Linked DNA regions of Mus musculus: regions 1 and 2 are each linked to region 3. The links are chromatin contacts, called in public promoter capture Hi-C maps. All regions are on one chromosome and are shown on one strand. Each heading gives the region's core, a stretch centred on a gene start, on an enhancer-like site or on the middle of the called end of the contact. The rest is flanking DNA. Distances are from core to core; before and after follow the strand shown.

Region 1 (4,213 bases), core at 213-2,712, 920 kb before region 3:
AGCGTGCGAGCGCTGCGGCGCCCGGGCCTCCCGCCTTGACTGCGGCCGCCTGCAAAGGGCCGGGCAGGGCGGCAGCCAGCGCGTGTGACCGGTAGCCGAAGGCGGTCCGCGCCAGCTCGGCGGCCGCACCGGGAGGCGGCGGCGGAGGAGGAGGAGGCGGCGGGGGCGAGTGCGGATGGAAGGCGGCGGCGGCTGCCGCGGCGGCGGCAGCGAAGAGCGCGGAGGGCGGCGCGCAGGGTGGCAGCTGCAGGCCGTAGGCGCAGCCGTAGGCTCCGTAGCCGCAGGCGGGCGGTGGCGGCGGCGGCGGGAAAAGCGCGGCGCCCGGGTCCCCTGCGCCCGCCGCCGGCCCCGCACCGCGCAGCAGCAGCGCCTCGGCCGCCGCGTGGGGAGCGAGTAGCGGCTGGCGCTTGAAGCGCTTGCGGCGCCGCAGGAAGCTGCCGTTGTCGAACATATCTGCGGACTCCGGGTCGAGCGTCCAGTAGTTGCCCTTGCCCGGGTTGCCCGGTTCGCGCGGGATCTTGACGAAGCAGTCGTTGAGCGACAGGTTGTGACGGATGCTGTTCTGCCAAGCGGGGAACTTCTCCCGGTAGTAAGGGAAGCGGCTGCTGATGAACTCGCAGATCTCGCTGAGCGTCAGGCGCTTCTTGGGGCTCTGCAGGATGGCCATGGTGATGAGCGCGATGTACGAGTAGGGCGGCTTCACCAGCGGATTCTTAGCGCCCCCGCCCGTGCCCGCGCCCGTACCACCTCCCGCGCCGCCTCCCGCTCCGGCGCCGCTGCAGCCGCCCGACCCGGTCCCCGGGGCGGGCGCAGGACCCGGAGGCGCGGGGGACGCGGCGGGCCGGGAGGCCAGCAGCAGGTCATCGTCGTCCTCCTCCTCCAGGTCCTCGAGATCGTCCTCCCCGGCGTAAGAGCGCCTCCGCCGCTGGGCCGAGCTCGGCAACCGGGACCCGCCGCCGCCGCGGCCGCCGCCGCCCTCGTCGTCATCGTCCTCCTCCTCCTCGTCGTCCTCGCCCTCCCCCACCACGTCGATGTCTGTCTCCTCCGCGAGGCCGGAGGCATCGGACATCTCCGTGCTCAGGGTCATAGCTGGGGCGGCGCGGTGGCGCGGCGGCACATAGGGGCACCGGGCTCCCGGCTCCCTGGCCTCCCCAGGCCGATCCCGGAGCGGCGGACCCGGAGCGAGGACGCCACTCTGCGACGCGCGGCTGCAGGAGGTGGCTGGGGCCGCTCCGCTCCGCTACTTGGCGAGCAGGGCTGTGCGAGGTGTTTGCGCTCCCCGGCTCGGCGGGCACCGGGTGGCGGGCGCTCTAGACTTGACCTTTTCCACTGTGGTCCCTTTAGCCCGGTTAGTCCAGGAGGGGGTGGCTGGACCCTGGCGGGCCAGTCGGTGTCGGGCGCCCAGAAGGGCGCGGGAGGAGTGAGAATCTAGAAACGGAGCTCGGCAAGGCCAGGGCTGAGTCCAGAAGAGGGCGGACCTTGTCTGTGCTTATAGCAGAAGGGGGCCTGTCACATGGTGTGCACGTCAGAGCGCGGCCCAGGGAAGGAAAAGAAAGGCGAGGGAATCGGCGTGTAGGAAGAGAAAGTTCACCCGCAGGAGGGGCAGCAGCAAGAGTTGGAGACTGAAGCCCACTATTTCTTGCCAAGATATTGGCTATCCTGAATCCCACCCTAGCCAGCCGCGAGCCGACCCGAGAGCTACAGGAGTTCAAACCCCCAGCCTTATTCTCCCGGATTAGCCCTCAACCCTAATCTCAAGCGCTCCGGGGACGCTTCGATTGGACAACCCAGTGGCCTGTAGGAGTCATCCCACTGGGGACAACTGCTCTATGTGTGAGGTGCTCACTGGAATATTGAGCGAGGGAGTCTGGTAGGGTGTCCCAGCTCTCTGGACTGGGCCAGTCTCCGCCTGTGGAATCTGATGAAAAATCCCCCATTTTGAGCACGGTAATAATTGTTTATTGACCCTTTAACCCTTTCCCTTCGGTTCTTCTCCAAAGACGTTTGTTTTCCGCCATCTGTTAATAAAAATGCGGTTAGGCTGGCGTTTTGGTCATTTATCTGCAATTGAATGCCCTAGAGACTTGACAGCTAAACTAAGCCACTCTAATGAGAGCATCTCACAAATTCCATGGGAATAGAGCAAGCAATGGTTGAATGAGGAAAAGAAATAGAAAATTGTAATGAAAACCCAAACACACACAGAAATTACACATAGCAGCAACTCAAACACTGTTGAGATGTTAGGAAAAAGAGCGCTATACTTTTCAATAAAAGGTATTTCTAAAGGAGCATTTCACACTACTTTCTAAATACTGGAATTATTATAACTTACACACAGTGTTGTTCCGGAAGGATTGATAGTAGAAAGGACAGTAGCAAAGATGAACTTTGAGATCAATTTTTTATTTTGGAAAATACATTAAATGCTTTTTATACTCTTTTTTTTAAAAAAAAACCCGACTTTTAAATTTTAAATGCAGGATGCAACTCCACTCGATTCATTTTTCTTCCAAGTGGCAAGCTAATAGGGATGATTAAAGTATTATTCTGTTTTAAGGTCACCTGTGTTTACCACCAGCTAAATGTTTTGTTCTGGCTGGCGGGAAATCCGAATAATTGTGTAATCCGAATTCATTTTGATAGCCTAGCTTTCTGGATGTTTGCCTTTTCTGAGATGTTTCGATTTCAAATAGGGAACTTTGCCTTACCAGTTTAACTTTCTGGTTAAAATCGCCATTTGCCAAGAACTGAATAAAAATTCAATGGCTTTCTCTAGGAACAATCTCAAATGCTCTGTGTGTCATTGTATCAACCAAGTGTTTCTTACTTCCTGAAGTGACTTGTTCTAACTGGTATTCATCACAAAAATAAGCTGTTGCCCCATCTAATACTTCTTTTCAAATCAGATTTCGTTTTCTCCAATGGGTAACCACCAGTTCCACTTGTAAATGGTCTGTAAAGTCTACTAGAGATCTTTAAAAGATCTATGAGAATGCCTTGCGATCTGAACGCGTTGATTTTCATTGCCTCTCATTTGATGTATGACTGGACCATCTAATTATTGTAATGGGCTCTGATTAACCTGCGCCAACATTAATCAGGCAGCGAATGCTTTGTTGATGCAGACAGGCGTCCTAACCAAGGAGTCCACTTTTACATCAAAAGTTTAAGTTTTATTAGTGCTTGCCCGATATCTAAATAAACACTATGGTTTTCGCAGTGCTGAGGGCTGCTGCGTACAAACGTATTTGAAGATGGAATACAAGAAGAATTGTTCGCAGGTTATTAGTAACGTTAGAGGAAAATCTCTCTGCTCAAGATTTGCAATTTGTCTGTCCTAGAAGGGTCTGGGAGTTGAGAGCTTATGTTCCGTTTGCAATATCGCCCCCAAAGGGTTAAAGGGCTGTTTCCTGGAAATGTTTGGGGAAACGTGGTAAATTACCTTAAAGTCACTGGCGGGGGGCGAGGAATGTGGGGATTTGCTGGATTTGACAGACCACCTCAACACACTGGGATCAATGAAGGTACAGAACAGGTAACCAGAGATTTGAGTGAGCTTCACTAAAGCCATCTTTGGGCACTCCACCAGTTTTGTTTGCTTTAGTTAAGGTACCTATAGCCCCTTAGCTGTTCAGTCCAGAAATTTCCCAGCCTGGAAACCTTGCTGGGAATTCGTGCCTTGCTCATCCTCTTTCTGCCTTCCTGGTCCCTAGCTCTCAGAATCTCCTGACTCCCTGTCTTTTCTCCAAGGATGGAAAGTCCCCCATCCCATCCCATCCCATCCCATCCCATCCCATCCCATCCCATCCCATCCCATCCCCTCAAGCTAGTACAGGGGCCAGAAATCTTTCCCAGAGGTGGGCAGGACAGCCATTTGGAACCAAGAGCCATCCCCACTCCCATCCCCCACTCCTTGGCCTGAAAGCGCGCACCAAGAAAGCAGCTGGTGGTTATCCTTGCAATGTAGGAGCTCGGCAGAACTGCCCCCTGGTGGTAGTGTGGAGTCCTGCTGTCCCTTGGGTTGGCCTGGGCACCCGGTGCCACCGGTGCCACCGTGGTGGCTAGAAAATCCCCAGAGCAGAAAGTGTCTGGTAAGGCCCTAGATCTAGTAGTCTCCTCTGAGGGACAGGGACTGAGCCCGCACAACAGGCTTCTTCTCCTTGGGGTTCGAGTTAATCAGTTTTATTCTCACAGGCTGTTTGGGTCAGGG
Region 2 (4,633 bases), core at 1,145-3,644, 770 kb before region 3:
TTAGTAAAGGAAATAAAGTGTAAGGAAATATTAGGTGGTAGTGGAACTGGAACTAATTTTAACCCACCAATGTTTGCAAATAGTGACCGACAGTTCCCATACTGCATCACTGATTTAAAAAAAATAACTAACATGCAATATTCCCCAGGTGCTCTGGGCCAGGACTGGAGATCACCAGGGAAGCAGCAGTCTTTGTCCTCGAAAGGGCAAATTGAAGACAGAGTAAGAATTTTAATAGTCCTTCGTATGACAGCAAGTATAGGCAGGTGCTGTGCTGTGTGATAAGACAAAGGTCAGAGTGTGGAAGAAGGCATAACAGTGGAGAAGGGACTTAGGGAAGAACCTGTGTCAAATAAAGGCTAAAGATGAATAGAGGTTGGACCTCCAGATGAACTGGGAAACTGCGGAGGACTCATGGGAAAGCTGGGCCGATGCCAGTGGAATTACCCACCTGCTAGCTTCCTGGCTGAATGTTTCTGGTCTGTGACCTAAGAACAGGAGAGCTTGAATTTTAAACACATGCATTTCCAGCCTAGCTCAGTCCCAGTGTGTCCTGAGCGACCTGTATCTGCAGAATAGACAAGCAGATGCAAACGGCTATTTACACAGGGATAGCTTTCTGCCTCAGGCAGTTACTGCTTCTCTCAAGGTTGGCGGAGCATGTGGCTTAGAGTTTGAACCTAGAGAAGTTGAAAGCCAAGTACTTATTTAAATATTGATCACGCTCAGTGCCTGAGAGAGAGCAAGAAAACTGCAGCCGGTGGGATTACATGTCCTCTACAATCATGCTGAGAGCATTAGGGACAGTCTCCCTCCGTTTGCTTCTTTTTCGTGTGGAAGAGAGCCTTGGGCTAATGTCTTACAATACCTGTTCCTCTTCCCACAATTCCTTGCCTCTCTCAAGCTGTATATGACAGAATCAACTAAAGAAGAAGAAGAAGAAGAAGAAGAAGAAGAAGAAGAAGAAGAAGAAGAAAAAGAAACAAAAGAACAACAGCAACAGAGGGATCAACAAAGGCTTCTTTTACAAACTTTTCCGCTAACAGGCTTGAAAACTACTTGTGTGTGGTGTGTTGATTCAGCCAATCTCCAGTTGACTTTTTCACATTGAAAATATTGATGTTCGAGAAAAGTGTTATTGCTTTTATTTTTTATCTTCGGGACTTCGTAGTTCTTCAGTGGAGAACACTCTTCTTTGGGACCTAAGGTTCTGCAGTGTGACATCAGAGGATATGAATACAAGTGTCAATACTGCAAGGCCAATGTCAGGTCCTTTATAAAGAAGGAAGGGCAGCGTTTGCCCTAAGACAGGGCTAAAGACCTCAGACCCTGGGTTTTGTTTTTTTGTTTTTGTTTGATTTGTTTTTTGTTTTTTTGGTTTTTTTTTGCCATCCTGCCATTCTTTAGGCTCTGGTTAAACAGGTATGTTAGGAGGGTGGCCCAGGGCATCTGGCAGTGATGGTTTGGGACGGGCCAACACATCTCTCCTGTCCATGTAGTCGGTCTGTCTTCTTGAGAAAAATAAAGGTAATATTAAAGGAACTTAGAAAAGTAGACGCTTAATTTTATCTTTAAAGCTGGAATAATCATCTTAAGCTTATTTTATAGTAAGCTGTACAATGGCGAGACTTTTCACTCGGGACAACTCAGTGCTAAGTGCCTCAGTGCTTTAAGATCCAAGGGGTCCTTTCACATTGTTAGGTGTTGTAAAAGTGGCTATGGCTTTCTCAAAAACAAACAAACAAATGTTGGTGCCGTTTAGGCACCTGTTTGCATAAACGCATAGGGAATCGAGCCTGCAAAGCTTTGGGCCAGAGGAACCTCCATCATCCTCATGAATTAGAGGGAGTCGGCTGTTTTAAAATAGTACTTCCTATTGTAACAGACCCGGGCACTATTATGTCCCGGGTGTGGTGGCTTTGAGCTGAGGACAACCCGAGCCTCCCTCTGGCCTGGCACGGCTCCCTTTAGGAGCCGACCGGCCAGCTCCTTCCTCCGGCGCCACTAGGGCGTGGAGGCCCCCGGGGCGAGCGGGCGCCGCCGCCGCTAGGGTGCAACCCTGCCCTGGCCCAGCAGGTCCCGCTCCGTGCCCGCCGCCGGAGGAAAGCCGAGGCGACCGGCCGCCGCCCCGCGAAGGGAGGGGGCGGCGGAGCCGCAGCAGCTTCAGGTTTCCTCCTGGAGCTGGTGGCGGGCGCGGCCATGTGATGAGGCGGCGACGAGCCCGGCTGGCCAGAGGTGGGCAGGCGGGGACCAGGGGGCGCAGGGGGTGGCCCCAGCTGTGGGCGCGGCGGGCGGGCGAGCGGGGGTGGGGTGGGGTGGGGGGAGCTGCGGCTCCGCCCCTCGGTGCGGCCAGCGGAGCGGAGGGGCGTGGGCAGCTGGGGACCGGCTTCCCCGCTCCGGGCGACGCTGGCCGGCGGGTCGCCCTCGGCAGGCCTCGGGGACAGCGCCTGGCCAGGGCTCCTGGCGTTCCCGAGCCACAGCTCCAGGTAAAGGCGGATTACGGGAGCCATCCCTCTTGTCTCCCCGCAGCCCTGGGCGAAGTTTGCCCACCGGAGTTCTCAGGGGACAAAGTTTCTCTAGGGTCCCCGAGGACGCAGGGGTCTGCAGAGGTGGTGAAAGGCTGCACTCTGTCGGCTGGGCAGCCCGAGGAATGGGCGCCGCCTCCTGGTACCTGGGGATGGCAACAAGTGCATGGCGCTGCCGGGTCGGAGGCAGCAGCTGTGAAGCGCAAACGGGAGGCAGCGGCCACCCCTCACCCTCTCGGGCAAGCGGGGTGGGAGGGGGCAGAGGGTGACGGAGCTCAACCAAAGCTAGTTGCAAGCGATGGAAATCAGAGGCAGGCGGCTGGAGAAGGGTGAACCTCGAGAGCCTGGTTCTCCTCTTCCCATCTGTGTTTCTGGCCAGCTTCACCTATATGCTTGGTGTGTGTGTGGGATGTACCCCAGACTGCTGGTCAGTCTCAAGTTCAGGACATTTATTTCTTGTGGAAACGTTTGCTGAGTTTATAAAAGCATCTATGGTCATCTTGTTTGGGAGGGGCTTTTAGCATTGGGTGGGAATCCGTGCGCTTGTGCCATGAGTTTCTCTGGAATACTCGGTTGTGGGTGGTAGGGGTCACAGGTGGAGAAGGCGTTCTCGCTTGCTGTGAGCTCTGTGAACGCTGGGTGTTCAGACCACCCAGGAAACCCAGCTCTGGTTTCCCAGACACCAGTTAGGTTTCTAAGGGAGACTACTTTAGGAGCCCACAGAGCCTGCCTATTGGTTGCAGCTGGGTGGGCCCAGGGGAAGGGTAACATCTGTGTTTGCTAGCATCTGACTCCCTGACCCCTGCTCAAGTGCCAGCCTCTACACACTCCAAGTTGTAGAGATTGAGCACTCGATTCTGCACCAAGCAGTCAAGAATTACAGTTATAAAGAACGGACACACTGCTTTTCTGTACTTTGCCCTCTCGTGTTCCTAGACCCTGAAGCTGTCTCAGTAAAATGAAATTCTATTCTCAACAACACAAACAAAATCAAAGGCTTGCCCTAGTTAGGCTCTGTGGAAACCACTTTGAACACGATAATTCAAGCTCTGATAACCTTTCCTGGGAAGCTTTCCATAGCTCTATTTTGAGTTTTTATGTGAATGTTAAAACAAATAGGTGTTTGTCTAATCTTGATGAATAGTAGCGCTAACTCCTTTGGAGTGTTTGAAGGAAGAGAACATTGCAGATGCCTTTTGGAGAGGTTGTAGCATTTCAAAGTGATATTCCGATGCAGACTTTATAGTGATTATGCATAATTATTTTTGATTATAGAACTTGGATAGCATCATACTTGATACTTTGTGGTTTGGGAAACTGAGGCACAGAACTAGTTCTTGGGTAAGGGACTCTGGGGCGTGTCCCGGCTAATGTGACATGAGACTGGAGAACAGAGAATCAGTGTTTGCTCTGCTTTGGACTGTTTTTTCCCTTATCAGGGCGGCACAGCCAGGCCAATGGCCAGCAGTTTGTCTAACAGGTGTGTTGGAGGGACTTTCCTCTGAAGTACCGTCTGCCTCTAAGCGGTTAAGAAACACTTAAAGGTACAGAAGGAAATCAGAGTCGGCGACGAAGGTTCTGTGATATCTCATTAGCCCTGTTAGGGTTTCAATATATATATATAATTTGGAAAATTCTGAAATATTTTCTTATTGTGTTCTCATAAGGAACCATTCTTGTGGCTAAGATTTCCACTGGGCAGGAATTTCATATGTGTTTGATACATGTGACTCTCTTTCCCTTGTATGCCATGTGAGAAGAGGAAAAAAAAAATAACAAGTGGGTATTAGTGGCCAACTATACTATTGAAGATGAAGTATTTGATATAAAATCGGTACTTAGGCTCTTAACCAAGTTCTGCCAGAGTTTGTGATCAAGTCTTGATTCTTAAAGAAAAAAGATGAACAGTGTAAATGTTGGAACCCTCTTCTTTGCTGGTAAATGGTTAGGAGAGAGCCAAATAGAGCCTGCATGTCTCCCACAGTCCCAGGGGGCTGTCATTTTATTCTGCCTGAATGCCCTGGGTTTGGGGTATTATTGAGACAGCTCTGGTCTGTGTAGGTTTGGTTTCACTGAAGTTGCACTTGTGTTACTTTCAGTGGGAAAAA
Region 3 (4,710 bases), core at 465-2,964:
GAATCTGCTCAGGAGAGAAGCTTGTGCCCTGCTCACTGCCTGGCATGCGCCTTTAGTGGAGAGAATTTTGTTAGCCTTCTTGTCTCTTTTAAGCTAGCTAGTCCTAACGTGGCCAGTCCTCCAAAGCTCAGGCGCTCCATACCTTATGGGCAGAAGAGATTGTTATTGCTTGCACTGAGCTTCACAAAGGAAATCTTTTAGTACATACTTCACCAGTCGGCCTTCCTCAGAACTGAAATGCAAAGACAGAATGGAGGAGTTGGACAGAAGGTTGCAAACATTTACATGACAAACTAGCCTCTCAGAATCCACCAGGGGAACCAGTCACCAGTATTCTAGTACTTTCCTGTCATCTACAAAAATCACTCACAGTCTTTACTAAATACGATTTATAAAAAATGGCCCCTGCAGCTGCCGCAGATATCTCCTAGGCCGGCAGAGATGGGAGGGCGGGACTCGGCTAGAGCTAGAATCCTTGCGGTCTCCGGGCTACGACCAGGCAACAGCTTTCCCAGGACGATCCTAGGAAGAAGGCAGGATGCTCCCCTGGGGAGTTCCGGGGGGCAGGGGAGCTCTGCCTGGACCTAGAGATGGCTGCATCCCAGCAGGGTGGTGACCTTTTGTTTCTACTGGTTTTCAAAGACACCAAGGTTTTGTTCTTAATTCACACGCGCGTGCGCGCGCACACGGGAGAGAGGGAAGGGGGCGGGGAAGAAGGAGTGAGAGAGAAGAGAGAATTAGGACCCAACTAATCCAGCAACAAGCTTGTCCTGGCACCTTGAGAGGTTAACCAATTTCACTCTCCTGTAACTGGAGCGAAGCCTTTCTTTTCTCCCTGAGGGGGACAGAACAGGGTCCCCTCTCTGCAGCCCCCACCCCACCCCCCAGAGACTCAGCTTTCCTGAACAATAACCCAACTGTCTGGACAGGATGGGAAACTGTCTCAGTGAGTTGGGAGCCCACCCTTGTACAAACCCAGACATGCACAAAAAGTTCCGCGTTTCACCGCAGGAAGTGAGGACGGTGGCTTCAGGCATCATTAATCATTTTGAAGCGATTATTCTTAAAAGGGAGTGAAAAAAAAATACAAAGATGCAGCTTGAGTTAGTCATGCCCAATAAAAATCAGCACTTCTCCAAATCGTATTTCCCTGAATCCATGTGGAACGTTTAAGAGCACTCTCCACTGACAAGAGTCCAGACCAGATAGGGAGTCTGTTTCCTCTGTAATTAGAACTCCCTCAAATACTTGGGACCTGACAGGGCTAGATAGGGAAGGGCGCGTGGGGTAGCGGCGAAGCTTTATTTCCTCTGCCTTCCAGCCCAGGAATGCACAACACATTTTAACAAGAAGATAAAGCAAGAACAATTTAGGGTTTTGCGTCCTCGGGGAATCTTTTTTACACCCCCCCCCCAATTGAAATTCCGTAAAACAAAGCTAAGAACAATCCTGCTTTGTCTCCTAATTGAGCTAGGGAACTGTGAAATCCCCTACCCCACCCCCATCACCTCACCAGGCCCCGAGCCCAGCAGGCAGGGGCCGGGAAAGCAGTAATTCCCAAGATTGCCTGCCCCATGGGGTGGGTGCTTACAGAGCAGGTCCATCCTGAGCGGTCATTCAAATCTGCTCACCCTTACAGGAAACACGCCCCGGTCCAGGCCTTTGAAGTAACAGTGTGTCACCAGCAGAAGGAAAGTGATCGCTAGAAAATGAAATCTACTCCATCCTTTCAAAGACATTGCATTTCCTGTGATTCCTGGGTCCAGAGGAAATGCACTCGATGAAATTGAATTAATTTTTTTTTTCCTCCTGAAGTCACCTGGTCTGCCAGAAGCCTCTCTCATCAGTTCCCTCTCACTGAGCCATTGGCCGAGTCCCCAATTTATTCATTTATTTCTTAATCGAGATATCTAGAGCAGAAATCACAGGATATATGTAGAAAACTGCCCCCCTCTTACCATGGCTCCCTCCTCACTCCTGCAGACACTTCACAGGTAAGTGAGCCTAGGGGCTGATGCCACAACCTTCCTCTCCATCCCCCGGGACCATGTTTGTCTATTTTGTTGGTCAGATTTGATTATTATTTGTCATTTTTCTCCTAGCTTAGCCCCCCCCCCCACACACAGAGTTTTTGTACAGTCCCAGGAAGACCCTTAAAAATGTGCTGAGTCACACTGACTTCTAGGAGTTTCAGGGAGGAGCAGGTATCTATCTGTAACCCTGTAGACTGATATTAAAGAGCCTAAGCCGGGTAACCCGAGTGTCCACAGGGGCATGCGGGGCAGCCTGGGGTATTCAGTCAGAGCCAAAACAGGGCAAAGACGTTTGGAAGATGGGATGTAAATGTTCATTTAGGCCGAAAGATGGTGTCCTGCAGTGCAATTAGGACCCAGCCTGGGAAGTCAATGCCCCAGCGGCTAGAGGAGAGAGCTGAAAAAGGAAACCCGCAGCAGAGATGGCAGATGGGTAAAGAGTTACATCATCCAGAGAGGGCAGTCAGGTAAGGAAGAATTTTAAGGATATCAGAAAGACTAGATTGGAAATGGATGTTAATATGAATAGTGTTCAATGGATAAAGATAAATACAAAACTAAGCATTACTCTGTGTTGGTTTTCAGACCGTGGACAAAGCGTTGAGGTGCATATTTAACATACCAAAGTGGATCTGGCCTTCAGGTTCTCCCAGCATCCTTCAGTCTCAACCTGGGTCTCTACCTACCCTCTACATATCCTCTACACATTCCGCTGGCATATCTCCCTCCCTTCTGTCTCCCTCCCCACGGTGACTTTCCTGGCCTCTATCCTTGGGATCGGTGAACTCACTAACCCAGGAAAGGTTTTCCAATAACCTGCCTTTAGATATACTCTAATCTGGCTTAATTTGGCTCGTTTCATGAAATAACTTTTGCTTGTTTGTTTGTTTGTTTGTTTGTTTGTTTTTCGAGACAGGGTTTCTCTGTGTAGCCCTGGTTGTCCTGGAACTCACTCTGTAGAGCAGGCTGGCCTCAAACTCAGAAATCCACCTGCCTATGCCTCCTAAGTGCTGGGGAAATAACTTATTGCTCTGTAATGAAGTATTTAGGAAAAAGGGATGCTAAAGGGTGATATTTTCAAAGTTTCATGTATCCCAGGCTGGCCTCATACCCACTGTGTTGGATCTTGGGACATCTTTGAAGTTCTGACCCTCTTTCTCCTGCTTCTTGGGTGCTGGGATTGCAGGCACATCCTAGTATACCATACATTTGTGATGGATCTAAGTGGAGGTCTTCATCTGTGCTGGCAAGGACTCTCCCAGTGGAGCCGCATCCCTGGCCCCCAGACACTGACTTTTCAGTACCATCCTCTATTCCAGGAAACCAGAGCCTCCTGAACAAACAACTGAATCCAAAACAGAAACTTAGAAAAAGTCAGATGAAGATACTATCTTGCTATGCCAAAAAGGATGCGCTCAAGAAGAAAGATAGAGATGTTAAAGGAACAAACATCAGCCTGACTGAACTCCCACTGGCCACTGAAGGACAATATGAGCATCAAAAAATCATACTATTAGTAGATGAAAATTCGTTGGATGAAATGGGCAACTATGAATTCATTCTGAAGCCAGAAACCGATTGGAAGCTTGATGCAGGGCAAGATCGGGGTAGGGGGATGGGAGTGGGAGAGCAAGAGCCTTCCCTGCTAAATGCTTAACAGATTCAGGAGAGAAAAGAATGGCTTTTAGCTAAGGAAGCCTAGCAGACAGGAAGCTAAAGGAGTGGTCACCAGGAATGTCATCAGCTTTGTGATCTGTGCCACCTGCTAAGACACTAAAGAGAACCCCAGTCACTTCTAGACGGTCTCTCTCCAGAAGGCTCAACCCAGATCTGATTACAAAAGCACAGAGGCACAACCTCAAGAGCAGGTGGATGGTAAGGCCATTGTCGGTCACAAAGCAAGGGGAGGTGCCTAAAGAGATGGCTCAGCAGGTAAGAGAGCTCGCTGCTCCTCCTGAGGTTCCCAGTTGCCATGCCGAGTGGTTCACCACTGCCTGGAACACCAACTCCAAGAGTAGCCCACCAAAGATCCCAGACACCATTTATAGACAACGGAAAGTCTGTTCCACCCGGCCGGTACTATACTCCACAACTCCGGTACTATACTCCAGTACTCCAGAATTCCAGCCAACTAGTACTATATTCCAGTACTCCGGAACTAAGTGTAGCCCTGAGCACTTAGACCAAGGGGCTTTTAAAAGCAAAAAACTGCATCCTGGCTTCTGGCTGGGCAGCTACAGGGGTGTTCCACAAAAGCAAGCAGTTTATCCCAAGCTTAGATACCTGGAGGGGATTCTGCTGAAGGAAGCAGTTTAACAGAAACTAAGTTAGCCAGGGCATCTTGACCTCAGGTTCCTAGAATAGAGTTCTGTCAATTTCCCATGGGAGTCTCCATCAAAGAGATTAAATTCTGCAAGAATACAAGATGCAGGATCCTCTGCAGTGCCTTGCCCTGTCACATGAGGAATTCCTTTTCTGGCCTGTAAGAGTAACTTTGTACAAAGCATGTATATAGACTCACATAACACACATAAATAATAAAATTAATTTATAAAAGGGACGAGGAGGAACCATTTACACTGTACTTCACCCTTGATGTGAGTTTACTATTGCTTCAAATTAGTTTGCTTGTTTGTTTGTTATTTTATTTTTTTTTGAGACACAGTCTCTGTGTAGC

What was found. Promoter capture Hi-C pulls out the DNA fragments that hold promoters and counts their contacts.
Region 1: a promoter capture Hi-C map of liver shows a contact between it and region 3, with 3 times the contacts expected there. The contact joins the promoter of Foxd1 here to the promoter of Lncenc1 in region 3.
Region 2: a contact with region 3 is called in a promoter capture Hi-C map of hippocampal neurons, with 5 times the contacts expected there. The contact joins the promoter of Arhgef28 here to the promoter of Lncenc1 in region 3. A contact is called at or near these places in 7 of 39 promoter capture datasets (the 3T3-L1 cell line, cranial neural crest, embryonic stem cells and 3 more).

The regions. Positions count from the first base shown.
Region 1 is chr13:98,351,494-98,355,706 of GRCm38.p6, reverse strand. Foxd1 (forkhead box D1) reads right to left here and starts at 1,462. Exons shown (of 1, transcript NM_008242.2): 1 at 1-1,462. The coding sequence starts at 1,087.
Region 2 is chr13:98,203,926-98,208,558 of GRCm38.p6, reverse strand. It overlaps Arhgef28 (Rho guanine nucleotide exchange factor (GEF) 28), which reads left to right and starts at 2,394. Exons shown (of 36, transcript NM_012026.2): 1 at 2,394-2,486.
Region 3 is chr13:97,431,974-97,436,683 of GRCm38.p6, reverse strand. It overlaps Lncenc1 (long non-coding RNA, embryonic stem cells expressed 1), which reads right to left and starts at 1,714. Exons shown (of 2, transcript NR_110432.1): 1 at 1,592-1,714.